Linked DNA regions of Mus musculus: all the other regions are linked to region 3. The links are chromatin contacts, called in public HiChIP or PLAC-seq maps. All regions are on one chromosome and are shown on one strand. Each heading gives the region's core, a stretch centred on a gene start, on an enhancer-like site or on the middle of the called end of the contact. The rest is flanking DNA. Distances are from core to core; before and after follow the strand shown.

The links. HiChIP or PLAC-seq counts read pairs in DNA pulled down with a chosen protein or histone mark.
Region 1: a contact with region 3 is called in an H3K27ac HiChIP or PLAC-seq map of bone marrow-derived dendritic cells, with 4 times the contacts expected there. The contact joins the enhancer-like site here to the promoter of Akna in region 3. A contact is called at or near these places in 1 of 39 promoter capture datasets (cranial neural crest) and 9 of 115 datasets of contacts at active chromatin or transcription factors (CD8 T cells, bone marrow-derived dendritic cells, craniofacial prominence and 6 more).
Region 2: a contact with region 3 is called in an H3K27ac HiChIP or PLAC-seq map of stem cell-derived neural progenitor cells, with 2.2 times the contacts expected there. The contact joins the promoter of Tnfsf15 here to the promoter of Akna in region 3. A contact is called at or near these places in 4 of 39 promoter capture datasets (the 3T3-L1 cell line, embryonic stem cells, hippocampal neurons and 1 more), 5 of 484 Hi-C or Micro-C datasets (B cells, adipose-derived mesenchymal stem cells, embryonic fibroblasts and 2 more), 4 of 115 datasets of contacts at active chromatin or transcription factors (bone marrow-derived dendritic cells, double positive thymocytes, embryonic stem cells and 1 more) and 1 of 9 other capture datasets (adipose tissue).
Region 4: a contact with region 3 is called in an H3K27ac HiChIP or PLAC-seq map of bone marrow-derived dendritic cells, with 5 times the contacts expected there. The contact joins the enhancer-like site here to the promoter of Akna in region 3. A contact is called at or near these places in 5 of 39 promoter capture datasets (the 3T3-L1 cell line, the HPC-7 cell line, embryonic stem cells and 2 more), 2 of 15 datasets of contacts at CTCF or cohesin (large pre-B cells and pro-B cells), 95 of 484 Hi-C or Micro-C datasets (B cells, the C2C12 cell line, CD4 T cells and 54 more) and 19 of 115 datasets of contacts at active chromatin or transcription factors (CD8 T cells, DN3 thymocytes, astrocytes and 12 more).
Region 5: an H3K27ac HiChIP or PLAC-seq map of bone marrow-derived dendritic cells shows a contact between it and region 3, with 3 times the contacts expected there. The contact joins the enhancer-like site here to the promoter of Akna in region 3. A contact is called at or near these places in 4 of 39 promoter capture datasets (the HPC-7 cell line, embryonic stem cells, frontonasal cranial neural crest and 1 more), 1 of 15 datasets of contacts at CTCF or cohesin (large pre-B cells), 2 of 484 Hi-C or Micro-C datasets (bone marrow-derived macrophages and female germline stem cells) and 4 of 115 datasets of contacts at active chromatin or transcription factors (bone marrow-derived dendritic cells, embryonic stem cells, microglia and 1 more).

What each region holds. Positions count from the first base shown.
Region 1 is chr4:63,903,021-63,907,644 of GRCm38.p6, forward strand. No RefSeq gene overlaps it. Among named protein-coding and RNA genes, the nearest start is that of Tnfsf8, 44 kb to the left of the region's middle. Within about 2 kb of position 3,256, at least 9 of the 459 cell types and tissues checked have an H3K27ac peak or open chromatin away from gene starts, as enhancers often do. A contact at or near this core is called in bone marrow-derived dendritic cells and thymic regulatory T cells, where this site is marked.
Region 2 is chr4:63,743,405-63,748,420 of GRCm38.p6, forward strand. Tnfsf15 (tumor necrosis factor (ligand) superfamily, member 15) reads right to left here and starts at 1,655. Exons shown (of 4, transcript NM_177371.4): 1 at 1,405-1,655. The coding sequence starts at 1,626. Gm42294 (a long non-coding RNA gene) reads left to right here. Exons shown (of 5, transcript XR_881353.3): 3 at 1,302-1,707.
Region 3 is chr4:63,400,179-63,404,809 of GRCm38.p6, forward strand. Akna (AT-hook transcription factor) reads right to left here and starts at 3,267. Exons shown (of 22, transcript NM_001045514.3): 1 at 3,041-3,267. It overlaps Gm52742 (a long non-coding RNA gene), which reads left to right. Exons shown (of 3, transcript XR_003955424.1): 3 at 993-1,948.
Region 4 is chr4:63,837,176-63,842,361 of GRCm38.p6, forward strand. All of the region lies in intron 2 of Tnfsf8 (tumor necrosis factor (ligand) superfamily, member 8), which reads right to left. Among named protein-coding and RNA genes, the nearest start is that of Tnfsf8, 22 kb to the right of the region's middle. Within about 2 kb of position 3,481, at least 17 of the 459 cell types and tissues checked have an H3K27ac peak or open chromatin away from gene starts, as enhancers often do. A contact at or near this core is called in B cells, CD8 T cells, the CH12 cell line and 4 more, where this site is marked.
Region 5 is chr4:63,813,227-63,818,043 of GRCm38.p6, forward strand. No RefSeq gene overlaps it. Among named protein-coding and RNA genes, the nearest start is that of Tnfsf8, 46 kb to the right of the region's middle. Within about 2 kb of position 2,670, at least 21 of the 459 cell types and tissues checked have an H3K27ac peak or open chromatin away from gene starts, as enhancers often do. A contact at or near this core is called in bone marrow-derived dendritic cells and bone marrow-derived macrophages, where this site is marked.

The sequences.
Region 1 (4,624 bases), core at 2,006-4,505, 500 kb after region 3:
CTCCAAGGATGCTGCTCTGTAAGTTAGCAGAAGATGGAGAACACGATCCTCACCCAATTTCTCAGAAAGTTCTGGATTCTGGAACTTCTGAACAGACTGAAGTTGAGCCTTAAAGAAAGAAAACGTGTTGAAGGTGTGGGCTAGGAACCTGGGAATGCTTAATTTTGTTCCTGCCTACTACATTGAGTGATACCTCTTCCTATGTACTAGTATACAGTTGGTGTGTTAAGCTCTAAAGGCAACCAATCAAAAAGGTTCTGGACCAGTAACACTGAGAACAGTTGGATGAAGTGATCATAAGAGAAGACAAGAAGAAGCTTAAATGAAAGAAAGCATGTGAGACCTCCATGATCCTGGTATTTGTTCTAAGTATGTGTGCCTGAACAGCTTTACCCTGCAAAATGTGTTCAGCAGCCTGTAGGCACAAAGAAAGCCTGGGAGAAGGTTGGTTATGAGGATGACACAGGACAGGCTTATTGAAGGGATCCTCTTGGATTTGATGTCAACACTGTTTGCTAATCCAATACTCTACAAAAAAAAATCTAGACACATGGATGATTGCAAAGCAAGTAAGATTCAGTGTGCCTGTCCGTCAGTGACTTAGACAGAAGGGACTGGGGAGGGAATGGTATGACACAGGCAGGCAGTAGAGCTGAGCTTGTAGGAAGGCAAGCAGTTCAAAGATGTTGGCACACTAAGCTGTTGTGCAAAGAATGTGGAAGAAGTCGGGGTAAAAGAGGAGCCATTGAGTCTATGCCCCTCCTTTTCTTTGTCTGTGTTCTATCAAAACCTATAGTTTTCTATGTATGTATCTGAAATCTGTTTATCCATAATCCAATCTGTGTTTTTCTTTATCAGGTGTGATATTTTAAAGACCCCTTAACAATACTGTAAGTAATCAAGGCATTTTTTTTTCCTAGTGTCTGTTTGATACTTCATGGTCTATTCAGGCGTATAGACACTTTTACCTACAAGTTATCCTAGGGTGGATGTGAAATTAATTTTCCCTCACTCCTTCCTCCCTAACCTGTACTACTTCTTCTCTTTACTCTGCCCCATTGCTCTCTAAAAGAAATGCAAGGAAAAAATCCCCCAAGAATGTTCCCTGATGAGCCTTTGTGTGTATTTCTTGTGTTGCACAACTGGAGAAAGGTTGCTGGATATACACACATATAATACCATCTTTCCCTCCAGGGTAGACTGCCAGGGGACCTGATAGTGGCCACTGTGTTCCCACATCTCTATCTACATCCCCCCCAGTTCCATTTTATCAATTGTAAATGTTCATATTTTTCCTGGGCCCTCCATGTCATTTATTGATTTGGTGACTCTGAGCAATATTTCATAACTTGTTATTTTTTGAGACTTCCCTCTTCAGAAATTCACTTCCAGGGGCTGCCAGATTCATCTTAATTCATAACTATAGATTTATTACCTTTTTGATATTCTTCAATAAATGAAAGGTGTTTGTCACAGTTGAATTAACCTATCCGAAAAGTCTATGTATTCAAAATACAAGATTTTCCAACTCTAGGTGTTGAAAAGAGAATTTCCCAACATTTTAGTTTATTAATAAAAATTTGTGCTTTTTCATTTAAATGTTAAACTAATTTGGAGTCCCCCTTTTATATCTGATATCAGAAGATATGGTTCTTTTTATCTGCAAGTTAAATTATATCAGTCATGCCTACTTAAGAACATGGTTGTTATTTCTAGTGTTTACGGTAGGTAGAATTAAATGCAGGGAGTTGCTTACACAGGTGATAGCATGTGAAGCTAAGAGATGGTGAAGTGACTTGGCATTAGCAATTGTAGAGAACTAATGAAACTCCTTAAAATGGATTCTTAAGTTCTCACCAAGTATAGACTTTAAATATTTTTATTAAATTTTCTTTCTTTTTTATGTGTGTGTGTGTGTGTGTGTGTGTGTGTGTGAGAGAGAGAGAGAGAGAGAGAGAGAGAGAGAGAGCATGCATGTATGTGGCCTATGAATGCCTGTGTGCATGTGTGCATGTGGGTTTGTGAGTATATGTGTGGATATGTGTGAATATGCATGTATGAAGGATGTACATGTGGAGGTCAGAGGACAACTTGATGATTATTTGCTGATTTATCCTCCTTGTAGCCATAGAGTCACACACACACACACACACACACACACACACACACACACGTGCACGCGCACCATAACCATAGAGTCTCAGAATTAGAAGAATGATCTTCACCCTAAGACACACAGTAAACCTTGATGATGACCTTCTGTGACATGAATTTGCTTGTGCACTCAAAGAGTACTGGAGTTATCTTGTCATTGAATCTGGTATTTAATGCCATTCACAAGTGTTACCCTTCATTACTTCCTTCACCTGAGTATCTTCTGTTGTCATCATCATTGTCATCGTCATCACCATTGTTTTGGTAGATGAATAAGAAATGCATTGGTATTTAAGCACTAGAAAATATTCAAGGTGAAAACAACATTATTGAAAGTTGCCCCCAAACCTACCACCAAAAAATTATTACACTTAAATTTTCAGAAAAAAATGAAGTGCAATGTCTAAGTGCTAGCATTATAACAAACAGACTTCTCTCGTCTGTGATTGGTATCTACTGAGCTAATAACATGGGTTAATATATCCCAATTGATTTCCGTAAATAGTTTCTCTGGAAGCAATGATGGATAGAATCAATGTTGGGTAGCTTTTTTTTTTCTCCTTCACAGGCTGGGAAGGGACACTAGTACCTTCTACCTACTAAACTCCAGACCACTAATCTACATTCTTAGCTCTCTGATACATGGGTTTAAGAGAACAGAAATAAATTTTATCAGGAAAGGAGTTGGGCTAAATATATTATGTTGTTTAACCTGCTCTTCTTCATACTTTAGCATAAGCATAACCAGCTGCAAGATAGAAATAATTAGAAACTCAGCCAAAGTAACTAATGTTCTCAGATATGAGTAGTGAGCCTCAAAGGGGAGAAATTCAAGTATGTGCAGGCAACTTGATATTTAGGCAAAATCTGGATCCTTTTTGGCAAAATCACAGAGGGTGGTTTGAAAAGTTCCTTAGCAATATAGATTGGCTCTGCACCTACTCAAAGGTGAGGAGTTAAAGAGCCTAGGAAACTCCATACAGTGTTGGCTGGCGTCTGTCCTTAGGGGTTTTTCCTGTGAGTCATATTCGGCAGGGGCATCCTAGGAAGCTCAACTTTTACTTCTTAGATTGTAGAGTCTTGCTAGACTCCGTTTTGATTGCAGACAGAGATATGAATCTTTGACAACATGCAGATGAAAGCAGGGACCTTGGGCAAGTCCCTTTCTCTTTGGACCTCAATTTCCTTAATGATTGCAAGGAATGATTTCATCTCTAAAGTTTTGTTTTGTTTTTTTTTTTTTTCATCAGACTACTTGGGGAACAATGCTGAGTGCCTATTGTAATGCTGAGTTTTAGGCAAAGATTGAGATGTGGCACTGCCTTTTGTAGAAACCAAGCAAAGCAGCACAGTTAGGCACAGTTGAAATGGCTTAGAACACAGAGCAGAAGAGACATGCTGTTAATTATTCAACTTTTATTTATGTACTAGGTGATTAGAGTCATTGGATCTTACATTCCTATTTCATCTTACATCTCAGATGATCAAAGTGCTTAATATATACATGAACCATTAGTTCTACGGACACAAACATTAAAACCATGGAGAAAGGCCATTTATTCCCCTGTATCTTTTCTTTAGTTTTCCCTCAGTAATGCAGCATCTAAAATTACTTGCACGTAGTCTGGTAATCCAGGAAAAAACTCATTTTTTTTCCAGTCTTATTTGTAGCTGCATATGATGATGTCATTTAATTTTGGCCAAAGGGATTTAAATAGAATAAGTGGGGACCTTTTTCCATTAAAAACACTCTGTATTTTATTTTCATGGCCAAAGAAACAAAAAGTGCACAGAGACTGTGGCCATCTGTAATGATCTGGAGAATACCATGTTAGTGGTCCCATTATATCTGCATCAGTTCTTCAGAATATCCCTTACAAAAGCCAGATTTTGATGAAAGTAGCCTCACTGCTCAGGTTGTGAACTCACAACCTTTGCAATGCTAGAAACAGGTAGAAGAAATTGCACAGGGTAGGAGTTAATGTCAGTGAATAATACATCCATGTTTGCAGTGGAGAAATCTAGTGGAGAAGTGTTTTCTACCTGATATTCTGGGTAAAGAAGGGACACTTGATCTTGATCTTAAGTGACTATGACCATGGCCAGCTCTGCTACCATGAACTGAAAGTTCGATTTCTATTTGGCTTCAGCCATAAGGTGGATGAGTGCTGAAATGATCCAATGTGACCCAGAAGTGGCATTTTGCGAGGTAGGTATAGATTTGAGGATAAGATGTGACAAATGGGTGTCTCATCTACATGCTACCCCTCTGCACTAACTGGCACTCCCTGGCTCAGTTTTCACCAATAAATGCATAAAATGAGTGGGAGATTGGAAGGAAATCTTTGTGACTGTTTCATATATAGAGGAAGAACTATTTATTATGTTGATGTGTTGGTACCTGAGTCTGAGATGGAATGGAAAACACCTGCAAAAATGACCTTAGAAGACAGTAGGAAGGGAAAGTTCA
Region 2 (5,016 bases), core at 405-2,904, 340 kb after region 3:
TGTGATGGCACCCAGCACCTTCTTTATGAGTCTCCCTGTTGGGTCATTTCCCCCTGCCAATTCCCTTTTCTGGACTGTACCTAGATGACCTTGTCTGGCTTCGGCCAACATGGGGATTGTAGACAGCATCTCGAGTAATAGGATCCAACTGTATGTCAGGAATCCCTCCAGAGTCCAAGGAGGCACAGATTGCTGGAGGCCACTTAATAATACAGTGTTCAACAACAGCTCTCTCCGTATGAGTTGAGTATTCCCTGAAGTGCCTCAGTCTGGTGTGTGTGTGTGTGTGTGTGTGTGTGTGTGTGTGTGTGTGTGTGTGTATGTGTGTGTGTGTGCTTTTCTGGGGTCATAGCCTGACCTCCCATTTTCTAATACCCTACAGGTCCCTTCTAACATAAGCAGCCTTCCTAGTCTATCTGCACATGTCTACACTGTATAAACCATGACACGTGGCTGCCTGAATCACAGTTTGTTGACCCTGATGGAGTGGCAGGAGTTACACATTAGCCACAGAGTGGAAATTGCCCAGGATTGACTAGAGACCAGGTTTCTAATTAGGCTGCCTATTTTTGCTTTTAGTCCTTAATCTTTGGGACTAAAGTAGAATCAGTCACTACAGACTATGTCAGATATTTCCCCCTGAGGAATATTCTTTAAATAACACACATTGACCTTTCAGATCCTTCCTGGGTGTCCTCAGCCTTGGCTTTGTCACCGCTTGGATATTTGCCCCCCTCATTCTCTGAGTGCCACCCCTATACCCCTGTGGTGGCTAACCTTCTTTCTAGTCCCAGCAAAATCTCAGGGTCAGTATGTTCTTAATTGAGCACTGAAAAATATTTCTAAATCCAAGAAGAGGAGCTGGTTAAGTAAATTTTATCACACACGTATAAGAACATAATATAGTCATCCATACATCATACTGCCGTGGGGTCATTGCCATAGAAACAATTTCATACTATGTAGAAATCTCAGAATCATCCTCCAATATAAATAGAAAGGCATTATATATTTTAGTTCACTAATAGTTTACACCTCTATGTTTTTTCCCCTCAATAATCATGCATTATGTAATTAAATTTAAGAGCTTTTTGTTTAAGGAAAAAGGAATGTTTTCCAAAGTATTGCCGCACTGTAATTATAATGATCTAAAAACAAAAACAAAAAAAGAGTATATGGAGTGTGAAGTTATTCTTGCACAAACATGAGATGAAACAATTCAATTCCCTGGAAGTGCAAAGTTAAGAACCAGATGGGACCTTTCCACCTCTCACCCCCCGGTCTGTATTTGCTTTGTACAGGGGAGCCACCAGCGCTATCCATGAATGGCTCTGTCCCAAACTGGAATACACAGCTGCCTGCAGAGAGACCACTGATTGTCTAAGCAGGAGCAAGTTTACTTACCCGAAGCATACAGTCTTTTCCGGGGACCCGGAGCTGGCCAGCCATTAGGAGGGTGCTAAGTCCTGCGAGGATGGGAAATGACAACAGGCAGCAGGTGAGAGCCAGGCAGGCTTTGCTCCTGGCAGCTAGCCCGGCCCTGGCCTCTGGCCTGTGTCTACAGCCTTCCGGCAGCACTTCCACTGGGACTCCTTCTCCGAAGCCCAACCCCAGCTCCTCTGCCATCCTTCTGCTGTCTTGGAGAGACTTCTGATCCCTTCTGACCAGAGAGCCCCCCATTAAATAAGAGAGCAGCTGTCACACTGAGTGAGTTAATGACTGTCCTCTCCTCCCTTTTTTACTCTCCCCTCCCTCTGACAGCCCTCTGCAGCCTGCCCTGCCCGGCTAGGGAATGCGCCGCCTACAACAGAAACCAAGTTTGGTTTAAGAAAAAAAAAAAAAAAAAGAAGAAGAAGAAGGAGAAGGAGAAAGCTTTCCCAAGCATATTTATGTACAGTATGCTCATGTGCTCTTTCCTTCATTTACAGAAGGAAGTCAGGAAAGTCCCTGGAGGAGGAGATCAAGAATACATTAAGTCAATGGGTGGGGCAAATTAAAATGTACCTGCTCCTGCCCTGGACTGCAGCCAGCCGAGCTGGTCTGGGAAGTGTGTTCCTTCTGGAAGTGAAAGTGAGGGACTAGGAGGTGTGTGGCTTGCAACAGGAAATGGAAATCACGTTCACATCAGCCCCTTGCCAAGCGCCACAAACCGTCTTATCTCCCTGTCATTCTATAGATGGAAGTACTGACAGTCAGAAAGGTACCCGCCCTACGTCATTCTGGATGGAAGAGAGCAGAGCCAGGAAGATGTCCATTTTAAGTTACAATTAGACATGGGCATAGCCTGTGAAACATAAGGTTATTTATGTTCCAGCAGAGAGTATCTGGTTGTGATTGTAGTTAGAAGTGACTGTCAGAGAGATAATGACATAGGCTTCTGTACTCCTTTGTCCCAAAGTTAACTTAATGCCAGTGGTTTACCTTGCCTATGTTGGCTGTGGATGGGAGAGGGCATGGCAGCTGATATGTGCTAGCATTCACTAAACACTTGCTTTTTAACCCAATGCTGGGAGGCAAATATCAATTGACTTATTATCGACTTATTTCATCCTGAGACAACTGCTTTTCTTTTTCTCATTCTTTCTTTTTCTATTTTCTCTTTCATTTCCCTTCTTCCTCCCCCACTTCTCCTTCCTCTTCTTCTTCTTCTTCTTTTTTTTTTTTTTAAATACAAGGTCTTACTATGTTGTTTTGGCTGTCCTGAAACTCAATAGGTAGACCAAGTTGACGTCAAACTCACTGAGATCTCTCTGCCTCCATTTGGAGGACTGAATCCCCTTCTGGAAGAGGAGGTGGGGCTTGAATTCAGTCTTGGAGGTGGGGAGGGGTGACACCAGAGAAGCATAGAGGACCCTGTATAAAGGTGGTCTACAGCAATTAGGAATCCATGGCCTGTGAGCTGGCTCAGCAGGCGCAAGTGCTTCTTGCCAAGCCTGATGGTTTGGCTTTAATACTGGAAATCCACATAGAGAGAGAGAGACCTGACACATTGTCCTCTGGCTTCTACATGTACACTGTGGCACATATACATGCAGAATGAAGGAAGAAAAGAAGGAAGGAAGGAAGGAAGGAAGGAAGGAAGGAAGGACTAAATAATAAAAAAAAAAGAGAGGTGAGGAGAAAGAATAAAGAAACCAGGCACCTAGAGTAGCCCATGGCATGTCCCTGTTTGGTGGCCCCTATTCTTGAACACAACCCAGTTCCTCTCAGTATTTCGGAAAGCCCTTGGCCTGGACACTACCTGCTGTCAATCCTCCCCGGGGCCCAGACTCACCTTTCCTATGTTCCCAAGATGTAGATTCTCCAGTCCTCTACAGTCTAATGCTCACCCACGGTGTTTTCTCTGCTGGGGAAGCTTCTGATTTCTCTCCCCATTCCCCTATTCCTCCTTTGCTGCATCCCTTCCCTCCAGCTGGGAGTGATACTATCCTCAATGCTTTCGAGGCATCCCATCTTCTCTGTCACCAAATGCTCTGACTTGGCTTGGCTCTTTCTGTCACTTCCATTGGACCGCCATCAAAGCTGGGAGGGAAGGTGCTAAGTCATGCAGATGTTCCTCCTGGCTTGGCAATGGGTACTTGATTCATAACTAACAACTGTTGAGGTGAATTCCATCAAAGGGTAGCTTTTATGGCCCCTGCTTATCCATGCTTGAGGTAGCAAACCTACTAAGAAATGGATCTTTGCGATTCTCCCAGATCTTTGCCATTGTTACTTAACATTTCTTTTAATGACAGAGAGCTCTACTAGGGTACAGATGTTCCAATTTGTTTAACCTTACCCACTGAAGGGCATTTGAATTATGTCTAGCTATTATGCATGAAACTGTTATGAATATTCATGTACAGGTCTTTGTGCAAACTCACTTTTATTTCTTTGACATCAGTGACCAAGAGCGGCACTGTTGGGCTGTTTGTTGAGCACATGCTCTTTGTGTAAGAACGTGCTGTAGTTGCTTCAGAGACCATTTTATTTTTATCAGCAACATGACAGAGATCCAAAAGTCATTTCAGAACTTGGTATTATCACTTGTTTTTATTTTAGCCATTTTTATTTCTATCATGTGTGTGTGTATGCCACAGGTATGTATGCGATGTGTGTATGCATATAATGTTTAGGTATACACATGTTACCACGGTATGTGTGAATATATGGTGTGACATGTACCACAGTATGTGCATGTGTGTATAGGATATATGTATGCATAGATCAGCGGACAACCTTGGATATCAGTCCTTGCTGTCTACTTTGTTTCAGATAGTGATACCTTGTTTTTCTAGGCCAGCCTAGCTGGCCTGAGAACATCTGGGGATTCTCCTTCCTCTGCCTCCTATTTCCCTGTAGAAGTCCCAGGATTACAGATGTGCACCACCACACCTGGCTATCTATGAGTTCTGGGAATTTGAAGTCAGTTCCTCATGCTTAGGATGCATCCTTTACTCGCTAAGCCATCTCCCTAGCTCTGGTTTAACCATTTTTTTTTCTGCGTTGAGACACAGTTTCTCTGTGTAGCCCTCAAACCCTAAAAATCACTATGTAGACCAGGCTGGCCTTGTACTCACAGAGATCTGCTTGTCTCTGTCTCCCGAGTGCTAGGACTAAAAGTTTGTACCTCCATGCCCAGCATGTTTTAGCTATTCTGATAGGTTTGAAGTAGTAACATCATGATATAGTGACTGATGATGTAATTATCTTTTTGTGTGTTTGCTTGCCATCTTTAAAGTCCTCTTGGGTAACATAAACATTTATTTCAGTGGGTCTAAGTATTTCTTATTTTCTGCATTCTCAAAGGATTCAAAGGCACATGGTAATCAGCTTGTCTCTAAAGAAGGAACAAATGCACTCACCAATGAAACAGCAGAAGGTAGGTTAAAAAGAAAACCCACTTTCACAAAGCTCATGTAGCAGTCCCCTCTTGTCCACAGGGAGTATGTTTGCATACCTCTCTGCCAGATGCCTGAAACTGCAAGTAACCGAATCCTATGAAGGGCCTCCTCCACCTATGGTGCAGCTTGT
Region 3 (4,631 bases), core at 2,017-4,516:
AGTGACTAACCAGGCCAGGATCCACTGGTCAGTAAGTACTATGACCTGGCCCAGGGCTCTTGTTTGGTCAGTAACCACACATCCCCAACAGTGATAATCTGCATACTTCTAACTGCATATCCACATATCCAAATACTACATTATTAGGAAAAGAATTTTAAAATGAAGCAAGAGAGGGCTGGTGAGATGGTTCAGCAGCTAAAGGCCCTTGCCGCCAAGCCTGAGGAACTGAGTTCGATCCCTGGGCCCCACATGATAGGAAAGAACTGACTCTCAAATGGGCCACGACATTCTACATATGTACATACGTAACACATGCACAAACACACTACAATGATTAAATGTAATTTTTTTTAAAGGATGAATGGAAAAGTTCTTAAGTTGGGTCTGGAGGGATGGCTCGGCAGGTAAAATGCTGGCCTCACAACCCTAATGACCTGAGTTCGAGTCTCCAGAACTCACATAAAAGCTGCGTGCAAGCATGTGTAACTCCAGCACGCTCCTGCAAGGAGATGGACACCAGACAGGATGTTGTCAGCCAACCTAGCATACACAAGCCGTGAGGGAGGGAGGGGCTGCCTAAAACAAGTTGGCAACTGAGACTCACACTCCAGGTTGTCTTCTGGCCTCTGGTGTGTGCAGTGGCACCCATGTACTGCCCCGATCCCCACAAAATACTGTAAATCTAAGTTCAAGGCCCCTCGTTCCCGTACAGGACCTGCACCCCTACTTCAAATCCATGGTGATGGGGGATCCCGACCTTGTGTGCACTCGGTTGATGTCTGTGGGATCCTGGCTCAGAGGCCCCAGGTCAAGTCTTCAGACTCTTCCTTTAAGCAAGGACCTCAACAGAGCCTCTCCAGCTTCAGCCCAGTGCGGAGGCGAGGGCAGGTAGAGGGGGGTGCAACCACACCTCCTGACATCTCTGCTGAGGCAGGGCTGCAGCATGTGGTTTTCTGACTTTTGAAATGTCATTTTTTTCTTTCCCCTAGCCCACCGCAGAGCAGCCTGCACCATCGCAGAGGCCCCTACGTGCAGAAAGAGGAACGGCCAGTTTGCTGCAATGACTCAGCCACAAAAATCTCACCGTTCTCCGGAGAGCCCACACATCCCTGGCAGCAACAGTCAGTGGTTACAGTTTTGCACCCATTTCTCAAGTGCCTCGACTTGTGAGCTTTACCTGAGAAAGACCTTACTCTTCTGTGCAAGTCACAGCCCTCAGTGTCATGGAGCCTGGAACTGGCCAAGTCAGGTAGTCAATCAACAAACACACATCAGTGTCAAATAGGTACCAACCTCAGGCAGAGATGAAGTTGCAATAGAGCAGCAGGCTGAGCACCAGGCAAGCAGATCCCAGCCAGCCCTGTATGTTCCAGCCACTCGAGGCATGTGGCTGGCTGACTGCTCCTCTCTGTAAAGGGGAATGGTGGTCACCTAGGCCTGTTCCTGCTGCACCCATCCCTCTGTCTGGTGAGCACCCTGACCCTCAGAGACGCACCAAATGAACTTGGAGGTTCTCAGCCCCTAGGATACAGAAACACACATGCTTGCCAAGATCCCACCCTCCGTGGAGGACGCAATCCAGAAAAACCACTGAAGAAGGAAGTTTGGTGACAGCTTTAACAGACCAAGCACATCTAGGGGAGAAAGAGGAAGGGGAATCGGGACAGAGGAACAGCACAGACAAAAACACAGAGGTCTGAAAATACAAGCTGAACTTCAAGGATGGCTCAGGGCCTGGCCCCTGAGTGCCACAGGCAGGCAGGGAAGTCTGGACAGCCGTCAGGGTAGCAGTGGAAGCTGGGGATTCGAATTATGATGTCCTGACCCAGGAGGGCCAGCCCCTCTATAACTAGGTCCTGCTAATGGTTGGGCCATTGAGCTAAAGGTCCCCACCTGCCCCCAGAGAAACTGCACCCCACCCTCCCCAAAAAAACACCAAACACTGCTTTCTCTATGTCCTTGCTTCTTATCACCTAACACCTGTACAGAACTGATCTCCATGTTGTCACACCCTCCAGGGATTCTATTTAGCAACTAGCTAGGCAATGCCCTGTTCCCCACACACTGCTTCATACAGCTCTCTCTCTCTCGAGCGCGCGCGTGCGTGCGTGCATGTGTGTGTGTGTGTGTGTGTGTGTGTGTGTGTGTGTGTGTGTGTGTGCGTGCGTGTGCGTGTGTGTCCAGGATGATCCTCCCCCACTGAAGCTTCAACCTTCAGCAGCCCTGGCATTCAGAATCTCCATGCTACCCAGCTAGAGAGAGCCAGGACATCCCCACCTTAACCTCATCCCGATGAGGAAACAGAGGCACCCACCTAATGAGAACAACCAGGAAGTTTAGAACACTGTGACTATTAAACCAAGGCCAGGAGATGTATAGGAGGCAGGAGGATGGCAGGGGAAAGACCTCCTTACCAAGCTGCTGGACCCTTTTGAAGGGCTGGGCTGTGGGGCTCCAAAGCAAGTTTGGATCCGTGGCAGGGCATAGACCTGTTCACAGGAGTGGCCTTTGGCCTGCGGCAAGTGGAGATACCCATGACGGATGTCCCCGGACTGTCCCTTGGCTCACCCAAAGAGCCTGGGAGGAACTAACAAGGGGCCAGGCTATTACTGACTCTCATCTTGTCCTACTGTAGCTCTAAGCTGGCTTCCTGGCCCCCACTTTGTCCCTGCCCTTATTTGGGTAGGAGGGTGTCATCTCCTGGCCTGTTCCTCACTTCCGAACATCTCGAGACCCTCAGTAACCCAAGCACTAACTGGCCTTGAGATGAGCCCACCCCGGGGGACAGAGAGGGACCAACACGGGTCCAAGTTCACCAAGGGAACCAAATTGGATCTGGAACTGGAAACTAGCATCTTGGGGTCCACTCTTTCGTGGGGGCCGGACTCCCAGAACTGGACAGGAGTGGCAGCAGCTGCGTAGCTGTGATTTCCTGGCTGGGCTGGGCTGCCTGCCAGGGTTGTCCAGAGTCTATGACTGGCCCATCCAGAGGGAAGGCGGCCTTCCCTCTGGCCCTCCTCCTGGCTCAGCTCCTTACCTCACTAGTACTACACCACCATCCTGCCGGCCTGGGCTCAGGGGAGCTGCCCACAAGGTCTTTGTTTCAAACCTGGGGAGCCCCCTGCCTCCACAGCAGCCTGGAACGCCTCCAGACTGCTCTGCCAGCCAGAACGGCCTCAGCTCACAGACAAGCATCCCTCCCCACTTCTCCCCGCCCCTGCAGCTGAGGCCTTGCCTTGCCTCCTCCTCCTTGCAGGAAGCGCCCAGCCTGATTTCCTACAAGTGTTTGTGAAAAGGAGGGGGGGTTACTCTGCGGAGCTGGCGCCAAGAGCTTAACCCTTTGCTGGGCAAGTGTGGGGCTGCATTGATGGGAAGAGAACTTCTGAGGCCTTGAGTTTGAGACCACCTCAGTTGCAACCACAACCGTGCTTGTACGAGCAGGAAGTCCAGAGAAGGCTTGGCTAAAGTCACATTGCATGCCGGTCCCAGGAAGAGGAGCCTGCAGTTCCTCCACTCCCACCCCAAAATTGGTCTCTTCCATCACCGAAGACTTTATCAAAGCCTCTCCCACTGTGTAGGTCTCATTGCCCATCCTCACAGGAGGGAAAGGGGAACCTCAGCCTTGGCGCTTGCTCCTGTCTGTCCAGCTTTAACTTCGTCTACTAACACAAGTCTCATCATCTCAGGGCAGACTTAGGGATTTCTGCCCTTCCACTTACTGTCCATGCCTAGAGATAAGATGAGCCTGCACTGGAATTGTCTAGGTAAGAAGGAAGAACTAGAGGATCAGGTGAACATCTCCTCTTGTAGCTTCTCCCTCAGAGGCCCCAGAGATGAAGGAACAGAATTATCTTCATGGCCAACCTGTGGCTCCTCAGGTCCCTTCACCTCTGTGAGAGGTGTAGCCATCTGAAGAAGCAGGGTGGGACACAGACACATCACACCTGGCCCTTCACTCTATAGTGAAGTGTGTAAGATGTCAGGTGTGCCTGAGGCAGAGTATGAGACAGGCTGGTGACCAACGTCTCCTGCTGCTTTGGTATCTCTGAGGCTGAGGACTCGCAGATCCTAGGGAAACACCCGAGGTTTCAGGTCTCAGATGCTGGACCTGCCCTGGCTGAAGACAGGGGCCTGAGAGTAACAAGCTGAGTGGGGGTGAGGCAGGACTATCAGGAAGGTCTGGGTGGGGAGGCCACAGTCACACAAGCGGCCGGAAGGACAGAGAGGCAGAAGCAAGCCGCAAGCATGACTGATGAGAATGTTCTAGAAAGGCAGCTGCAGAGACCTGAGAGAAGCAGGAGGCCCTTGAAGACAACAGGATATGATGTGAGAGGACTCAGGGGCCGGGGCAGGAGGTACAGAATCTGACCTTCAGGATCCAGGCTGACGGGGCAGGCAGGAGGAGGCAGGAGCCAGGTAGAAGGAAGATGCTGCAGGAGCCCTAAGTCCGCTCCTGGCTCTCTACTCTGCCCCTGCTGACCCAGAGAGTCAGGAAACAGAAGAGACATGAGGTCAACCCTCTGCCATCCAGAAAGCCCTGGGGGGGGAGGGGGGACCTCAAGGGAGCAGCCAGGCTGGGGACCACCCAAGAGTGATGGAGAGAATCTTAGAGTCCATAGGCCAGGGAG
Region 4 (5,186 bases), core at 2,231-4,730, 440 kb after region 3:
TGTAAACAACTACATCTTTTTCCGTGACCCACTGAGATGAAATTTACTCGTCTGTTCCTGTTTGTGAGGTTAAATTAAGCACAAACACCACACACACACACACACACACACACACACACACACACACACACACACACCACTGATGATGATGATGATGACGACGACAACAACAACAACAACAACAACAATCACAACAACAATCCCTCAAACTTGTTTTCAAATCTTGCTGTTAAACAGCCTAGGATTTTCACAGTTTTAGTTTCCTTCTGCTAGGACTGTTAGAGAATACTACAGAAGATAAATATCATCTAGTGTGGGACACCGTTCTAGAGAGTTCTCATGAAAGGTTTTATTGAACACCACCCATAGGTCAAATGAGATTGAGCCTCCCATGTCCTTCAGCCTGAACACCAGTCTCTCCAACAGCAACACTGATGCAGGTTTTTCTACCCAGCATCTTCTGCTTGGCAGAAACTAGCCTCTGCTTTTACCAGCATCAGCTAACCTGGTTCTCAGAGTAACCCAGGGCCAACTTTTATGTCTGAAGACACTCAAGGGCATACTCAGGGTTGAGTGAGCACATGGGAATGTGAGGATGCCCTACATCTGCCTCATCTAGACTGCAAAGATAAAAACATCCCCTTCAAATTTTAAGAGGACAAAACATTGATGACATCTTAGCAGGAAGCCTCCCATCTGGAGCTTCTTTAATAGAGACAAACATGCTATTTGTGTCATTATAGCATTAGAGAAATAAAAATATGTTTAATATCATCACTGATGATGATCACTCTTTCTTATTATAACAAGCTATTTTGTATGCAAAGAACCAAATTATACATTTCCTGCAGTGACTCAAATTCAATGTATTTGGAGCAGATCTCCTCTTCTTTGGGCCTTGGTTCCCCCTATCTGGAGAACTGGAAACTCTCCAATCTGACATTGACATATTTTGATGATGTCACCAGAGATGACCACTCAGTCCATCCTTCAGAAACTAACAGTTTTAAACTCATACAATAGGAGCCACGCCCTGCCGAGCTTACATACTGTCTCTGAGTAGTATGTCCTGAGCTCCCAGTTACTTTCTTTTTCCTCCACATTTTTTAATTAGATATTTACTTCATTTACATTTCAAATGCTATCCCAAAAGTCCCCTATACCCTTCCCCCACCCTGTTCCCTCACCCAATCACTCCCACTTCTTGGCCCTGGCATTCCCCTGACTGGGACATATAAAGTTTGATAGACCAAGGGGCCTCTCTTCCTAATGATGGCCAACTAGGCCATCTTCTGATACATATGCAGCTAGAGACACAAGATCTGGGGGTACTGACTAGTTCATATTTTTGTCCCACCTATAGGGTTGCAGACCCCTTCAGCTCTTGGATACTTTCTCTAGCTCCTATATTGGAGGCCTGTGTTCTATCCTATAGATGACTGTGAACATCCACTTCTATATTTGCCAGGCACTGGCAAGGTCTCACAGGAGACAGCTATATCAGGGTCCCTTCAGCAAAATCTTGCTGGCGTATGCAATAATGTCTGTGTTTGGTAGCTGATTATGGGATGGGGCCCCTGGGTGAGGCAGTCTCTGGATGGTCCTTCCTTTCGTCTTAGCTCCAAACTTTGTCTCTGCAACTCCTTCCATGAATATTTTATTCCCTATTCTAGGGAGGAATGAAGTATCCATGCGTTGGTCTTCCTCCTTGATAGGTTTCTAGGCTAATATCCACTAATCAGTGAGTGCATATCAAGTTACTTCTTTTGTGATTGGGTTACCTCACTCAGGATGATATCCTCCAGATACATCCATTTGCCCAAGAATTTCATAAATTCATTTTTTAATAGCTAAGTACTACTCCATTGTCTAAATGTACCACATTTTCTGTATCCATTCCTCTGTTGAGGGACATCTGGGTTCTTTCCAGCTTCTGGCTATTATAAATAAGGCTGCTATGAACATAGTGGAGCATGTGTCCTTCTTACCGGTTGGAACATCTTCTGGGTATATGTCAAGGGGAGGTATTGCTGGATCTACCAGTAGTACTATGTCCAGTTTTCTGAGGAACTGCCAGACTGATTTCCAGAGTGGTTGTACCAGCTTGCAATCCCACCAACAATGGAGGAGTGTTCCTCTTTCTCCACATCCTCACCAGCATCTGCTGTCACCTGAAATTTCGATCCTAGCCATTCTGACTGGTGTGAGGTAGAATCTCAGGGTTGTTTTGATTTGCATTTCCCTGATAATTAAGGATGCTGAACATTTTTAAAGTGCTTCACAGCCCTTTGGTATTCCTCAGTTGAGAATTCTTTGTTCAGCTCTGAGCCCCATTTTATAATGGGATTATTTGAATCTCTGGAGTTCAGCTTCTTGAGCTCTTTGTATATATTGGATATTAGTCCCCTATCAGATTTAGGATTGGTAAAAATTCTTTTCCAATCTGTTGGTGGCCTTTTTGTCTTATTGACAGTATCTTTTGCCCTACAGAAGCTTTGCAATTTTATGAGGTCCCATTTGTCGATTCTTGATCTTACAGCACAGACCATTGCTGTTCTGTTTAGGAATTTTTTCCCCTGAGCCCATATCTTTAAGGGTTTTCCCCACTTTCTCCTCTATAAATTTCAGTGTCTGTGGTTTTATGTGGAGTTCTTTGATCCACTTAGACTTGAGCTTTGTACAAGGAGATAAGAATGGATTAATTCTCATCCTTCTACATGATAACAACCAGTTGTGCCAGCACCAATTGTTGAAAATGCTGTCTTTTTTCCACTGGATGGTTTTAGCTCCCTTGTCAAAGATCAAGTGACCATAGGTGTGTGGGTTCATTTCTGGGTCTTCAATTCTATTCCATTGATCTACCTACCTGTCTGTCGCTGTACCAGTACCATGCAGGAAACACCAATTACTTTTCTTTGATTTCTCTTAACATCAAAGGACTCAATTACCCAATAAAAAGATATAGACTAACAAACTGGCTACACAAACAGGACCCAACATTTTGCTGCTTACAGGAAACCCACCTCGGGGATAAAGACAGACACTACCTCAGAGTAAAAGGCTGGAAAGCAATTTTCAAGCAAATGGTCTGAAGAAACAAGCTGGAGTAGCCATTCTAATATCAAATAAAATTGACTTCCAACTCAAAGTTATCTAAAAAGACAAGAAGGGGCACTTCATACTCATCAAAGGTAAAAATCTACCAAAAGTTCATCTACAAAATGAACTCTCAATTCTAAATATCTATGCTCCAAACGCAAGGGCAGCCACATTCATTAAAGAAACTTTAGTAAAGCTCAAAGCACACATTGCACCTCACACAATAATAGTGGGAGACTTCAACACCCGACTCACCAACGGACAGATCCTGGAAACAGAAACTAAACAGAGACACATGGGTACTACCAGTTACTTCCTTTATCTTATTGTCCAGATTCATTCGAGAAAGACCCTGGGGCCCCGAGAACAGCTAGAAGCTGAGTGAAGGGTTCCCTCTGCTGTCTGAGCAAGCTCACTACTAGAGGAACCCCCAGCAGAAGTAGGGGCAGTATTCATCTCTAGCTGTTCTGGACTCACACGGGGCTTCTGGCCCATCAAAGGCTGAAGGCCAGCTTCCACTCTCTAGATCTTAGCCCATAATTATCATCTAAGCAGTGTTCTTGTGAGGCTTGTTGCTGCCCTGCACATACTCGTGGATGTGTATAACCAGAAATTTGATCCCAAAGTGTAATAGTCTAAGGAAGTGTGACTGTTGTCCAATCTCATCTTTGGGACTGTAGAACATCAACCAAAAGAAACCAGAGAGATGCAAATCGGACTCTCTTTGCTGTGAATCACTTTCTAATTTATGTTCCCTACAGCTCTGATGGGCTTTTGACTCCTCCCAATCTCTCCAGTATCAGCCCATACCCTCCCTCATTTTATTCTGTGTCTTAATAGTAATAAATGTCATCACCACTACCACCATCATAACTAATGTTGACTATTTCTGTAATGTTTTACTGAGCATGCTACAGCCATGATTTCATTTTTACATTTTTTTACAAGCATCCCATAAGAGATTTAATTTTTACAATCATCCCATGAGAGATAGTTTACAGTTATCTCTGTTATTTACATTAGAAACTATAGGTTTTAAAAGTTTAACTGGAGGGTGGGCAAAGATGGAGCAGAGACTGAAGAAATGGCCAAACAATAACGGCCCAACTTGAGACCTATCCCTTGGGTAAACACTAATCTCTGACACTATTACGGATGCCATGTTGTGCTTGCAGACAGGAGTCTAGCATAACTGTCCTCTGAGATGCTCTACCCGGCAGCTGACTGAAACAGATGCAGATGCCGTATGAAGTATGAAGCAGAGGACTGCTTTGTATTGCCTCAGCAGGAGAGGATGTGCATAATTAATCCTGCAGGGACTTGATATTCCAGGGTGGGAGGGGATATATGGGTGAGGAGTGGGGGAGCATCCTCCTAGAGGAGAAGGGGAGGGGAAATGGGAAGAAGGACTCTGTGAGGGAGGAATGGGATGAGGGTGCAGCAGTTGGAATATAAATAAATAAATAGATGAATAAGAAAGGGTTAACTGGCTTGTTCTCAGCCACACATCTAGTTGCTAGTAGGGTGGAGATCAAAACTCAGTCAGTGTGACTCTAATGCCCAAACGGATTTCCCCCCACTCTACACAAGTTTGGAGACGTGCAGCTCCAGTACACAACTACATGGATATGCTTCCACCTGCATACCTCTGGTTCCTGTCAAGTGGAATGCCCTGCCTCTATCAAGCCAGTTGTCCTTTAAAACACATCCTGGCAGAGACTACTGTTTAGTCTCTCCTACTGATCAGCCAAGAAGATGCATTTGCTGAGTGGAGTCAACTAGACCATCTCTCTTATTTCCTTCTGTAGCTCTGGCTGGACCAGTGCTAAGGGCATCAGTGTAGTGAGAAGGAGTGCTTGCTTTTTCCCCTGGCAGGGAGAATATTGGCCTGACTCTCACAGATTCTAAGTTAGGTGGAAAAGTAGGATTCATGCCCTGGATCAAAGCCAGGATGTCACATCAAAAACAGGCTCTATCTCTCTAGTCCTAAGGTCCCTCTGTATCAGGTGGCTTGTGGTGATATCTGCCAGAGCTGAGCATCTACAGATGGTGGCAGAAGTACAAGCCCAGGCTTGTCTCTCACACAT
Region 5 (4,817 bases), core at 1,420-3,919, 410 kb after region 3:
TTTTCATCTTTTCTCCTCTATAATCTCCTTGTGATTGCTGTATCTATGCAAGCCTGATTAAAAAAATAGTTCTAAACCATTCAGATTTTCCAAAGCCTCTATCATCTCATTAAGATCCCTTTGTAGGGCTCAGCAAAGACAGTAAAACCCCAAACTAGATTTGAGGTCTGTGCTGAATCAACTAGTTGTGTATAAATAAAATTGTGCATAAATTAAAATCAACTTCTTTTAAAACTTTCCTGTGAATATGACCCTACTTAGTCCAGGGAACATCAAATACTGCCCCTTTCATTCCAAGTTCCCCCAGCAATGTTTGTCTTTTTTCTGTTGTCTTCTCAGTCTCTGATATTTCTGAGAGTCATAAACATGTATCCCCAGGAACTCATAAAACCAGTCCATCAGGGCCTGTTTTTCTTATATCACTACATTTTATGCATTCATTGTCTCTAGGGAGCAGTAGTTACATTGCTCAGTTTCTCTGCATCCACAGTATTCAGTCTAATTCCATCTGCTCCTATGTCCCTTAGCCACATAAGCTAGGGCAATAGGAGGCTCTTTAATTGCTGAGTTAAAAGTCTTTCTCAGTTCAAGAAGTTCAGATGCTAAAACATGTCATAGTTTCTTGTACTACACTGTTATTAAGACCCTTTGTCTGCATGCTAAATTCTAGATCACCCTTCCTCTGTTATTGAGGCAGATGGCGTATATCTAATTTACACTCCATTGTATTTGGCATTCTGAAAGAAATGGTAAACCAATGCTTGATCTCATTTTCTCTTTCCCACTGCCTTTGCAAATCAGAGGCCAATGGTATCTACAGGCCTTTCCCACATTGCAATCACTCACTCACAAAGGCGTTTTCTTTTGGGAAAATTGTAGTGACAATTCTGGAACTTTGATTTCCTTAAAAAAATCATAGAAATATAAGATGTGTTTCCATCTTATTCCCAGATGTAGCATATGGGGTGCTTCAGATTGTCTACAGAAGCTGACTATGCCTTGCCCGTGCTCTAGCAGAGGTGTGATTTTTTTTTTCCAGATGCAGATAGTTTCTGTGACTGGGTGATGTTTGAAATTCTGGGGACTTTTTAGAGGGTATATAAATGTCCTAGGGTCTTAAGAAGTGGGGGGATTGTTGGTGAGTTGTTGGTTACTTGTTGTTGGTCACAGTTTGTTAAGTAGCCATGAGCATAGAAGAAAGAAAATAAAATTAGATATTCTGATGGTGAAGGTCAAACTTGACCCAAGTAACTCAATGACCCAAATCAGCAGGAAGTAATCTAGCAATAAACCACTCCCTCAACACACACACACACACACACACACACACACACACACACACACACACACACACACACCAGATTTCCAATTCCTGACTTTAGTCAGGGATCTCTTCTCCCTCCTCTACTCTTTTTTTCTCTTATTAAGGGGTTGAAAGGGTGGAAGAAAGGGAGTGAAGAAAGGTAGAATAAAGAATAATCCACAAAGTCACAAAAGACAAGCTACAGGAAACAGACATCTGTTCTATATCTTATTACCTAGAATAATGGCCTTGCAATTGACTCCACAACTTGCTTATAATCTTTTTCTGTTTGTGCTACTTTCAGAGACTGTAAGGTTTTCTCTAGTCTACTGGCAGTGCTGGGGGAATCTCCATATTTGTATAGTGAACATCAATGAATGTCACTCCATAACAAGTAGAAGAAGGTGAGTACTTTAGGATTCCACCAAGGATGCTCCACTCTCAGGTGGCTTTGTCTTGATGGCATCTGTTGTCAAGCATAACAGCACTTCTACAACAAGCAAGCACACCATTCTTTAGCATATGGGAAAAGCAGCCATCTTGGGTCAACCCACATGGGTCAGTGTTAGTTACCTATCTCATAATCCATCATAGGAACTATGTAACTCCTCCTCCTCAACTCAGCTTTAGTTTTGTAAATTGTTTGGGATCAGTTGTATATAAATAAAATTGTGCATAAATGAAAAAAGTGTTCATTCACTCCAGATAAGGCCCTGAGGACTAGATAAGTAATCCTGTCCAGTTCTGGCTTAGCAAACTGGTGAGTTCCTGGGGTTACTAACAGACTGGGGGCTGCGGAGTTATTTCTGGAGTATGGGTGATCCAAAGACAACTAAATCACTAAAAAAAAAAAAAAAATCCCATTGTTTGTAACGTGTGGTTGACTCATGGAAGCTGAATACCTAGAGCTATTTTCACAAATTTCAGGCAGCTCAGTGACTCCTCTCAGGAGCAATTGTTGCTATTTATATAATTGTGAAAGCGGTTATGGATCTTGTGAATTTCATTTGCTTCTCAAGCTTTGTGAGTTTTACTTCCTGAGTCTTGTGAAGTCCTCTTGTCCCTCCAGGAAGAAATATTTTAATTTGGAGGAATTAGCTATACAACTGACTTGCCCTTTAGGTGATTATAGACATTTTCAAGTTGACAATCAATATTAACCATCGCAGGATTATTATGAATGAAACTGTTACAAGCATGGCCCTATCTGTTCTTTTGTGTCCATGTGGCCTGATTTGTTTGTAAAATGAGCCTAGATGTGGAGTGGTTGGATCACAAGACAAGCACGGGTATTGCTTTGGTTGAACCCTGCTGGACAGTGCAACAGAATAACTGTATCACTTTCATTTCCTCTAGCAGTGAATAAGATTTTCAGTTGTTCCACATCCTCACCACCAAGTGTTGAGTGTTGGCAGTGGCTTGATTTCAGTCAGTTTGTGGGAGTATAGTTACATCACATTGTGGTTTTCATGCCCATTTCCTTGATGTCCTAGTAATACTAACAGGGAATTATTAACACCCCAGACACACAGCAATCTCTTTATTGAAGCCTTGTTCAAATCATTAGCTCAATAGGCATTTGAATGGATCCAAAATGTCCATTCGAAGATGATTTGTCTTTTCAATGGCCACTTGGGGATTTTCATATTGTGGATGTGAGACTTTGTTGTCTTACTATTTACATCCGGGAATATAATCTGATTCTAAATTTTTTTCCATTTTTTATTAGGTATTTAGCTCATTTACATTTCCAATGCTATACCAAAAGTCCCCCATATCCACCCACCCCCACTCCCCTGACCACCCACTCCCCCTTTTTGGCCCTGGTGTTCCCCTGTACTGGGGCATATAAAGTTTGCAAGTCCAATGGGCCTCTCTTTCCAGTGATGGCTGATGAGGCCATCTTTTGATATATATGCAGCTAGAGTCAAGAGCTCCGGGGTACTGGTTAGTTCATAATGTTGTTCCACCTATAGGGTTGCAGATCCCTTTAGCTCCTTGGCTACTTTCTCTAGCTCCTCCATTGGGAGCCCTATGATCCATCCATTAGCTGACTGTGAGCATCCACTTCTGTGTTTGCTAGGCCCCGGCATAGTCTCACAAGAGACAGCTACATCTGGGTCCTTTCAATAAAATCTTGCTAGTGTATGCAATGGTGTCAGCGTTTGGATGCTGATTATGGGGTGGATCCCTGGATATGGCAGTCTCTACATGGTCCATCCTTTCATCTCAGCTCCAAACTTTGTCTCTGTAACTCCTTCCATGGGTGTTTTGTTCCCAAATCTAAGGAGGGGCATAGTGTCCACACTTCAGTCTTCATTCTCCTTGAGTTTCATGTGTTTAGCAAATTATATCTTATATCTTGGGTATCCTAGGTTTGGGGCTAATATCCACTTATCAGTGAGTACATATTGTGTGAGTTTCTTTGTGAATGTGTTACCTCACTCAGGATGATGCCCTCCAGGTCCATCCATTTGGCTAGGAATTTCATAAATTCATTCTTTTTAATAGCTGAGTAGTACTCCATTGTGTAGATGTACCACATTTTCTGTATCCTAATTTTTAAGTATGAAATAAAGCACATGAACCAATGATAAGTTTATATATGTGTGTGTGTGTGTATACACAATTTTTCTCACATTTTTTACTAAGGAGAATGTTGATATCTTTTTGATGCTATTCAAATAATCCTAAGCATTTGAGTTCATTCCACTTACCCATTTTCTCTTCCCGTGTTAACACCATACTGCTTTAATTTTCTTTGCTTTGTAGTAAGTTGATTTCTGATGATAAGTCTCACAGTTTGCACATTTGCATCAAAGTCATTTTACTTATTTTAAGTTCTACGTATTTCTAAATAGATGTCACAGTGACAACAACTCCTTTTCTTCCACCTTTTTTTGTGGTGTTATGGATGAGATTCAGGGCTTCATAAATTTAGGTGAAAACTTTGTGTCAGAGCCACATCTTTAACTGAATTTGTCAATTTGTTTTGTTTTCTTCATTTTTGAGAGTCTCATATGTACACATAATGCCTGGTGATTATATTAACTTGCCTTGCCTGCTAACATAGTCTTTGATTTCCTGCTGTATCCTCCTTCTTTCTACTTAGTCCCCTCCCCAGTGGCTATGTTAGAGAAAAAAATGACACCCCACATTAGTTCCTCTTTTGTTGCTGTGACAAAGCACCATGACCAAGGAGCTTATGGGAGAAAGCATGTGATTTGTTTTATGATTCCAAGGGCTTAGATTCCATGATGCTGCAGCAAAGGCAGAGCAGCATGAAAAACTGAGAACTCACATTTTGATCTGCAAGGAGGTGGCAGAGAACATGTGGGGAAAGACTGAAAACCTCTAAGTACATCCCCAATGACACACCCCTCCAACAAAACCACACCTTATTCTTCCCAAAGTTTCCATCAATGGGGGACCAAGGTTTCAAACATAGGAGCCTATTGCTGGGTGGTGGTGTTTTCGTTCAGGCTACTACGGATCTCTTCCTCCACCAGCCATT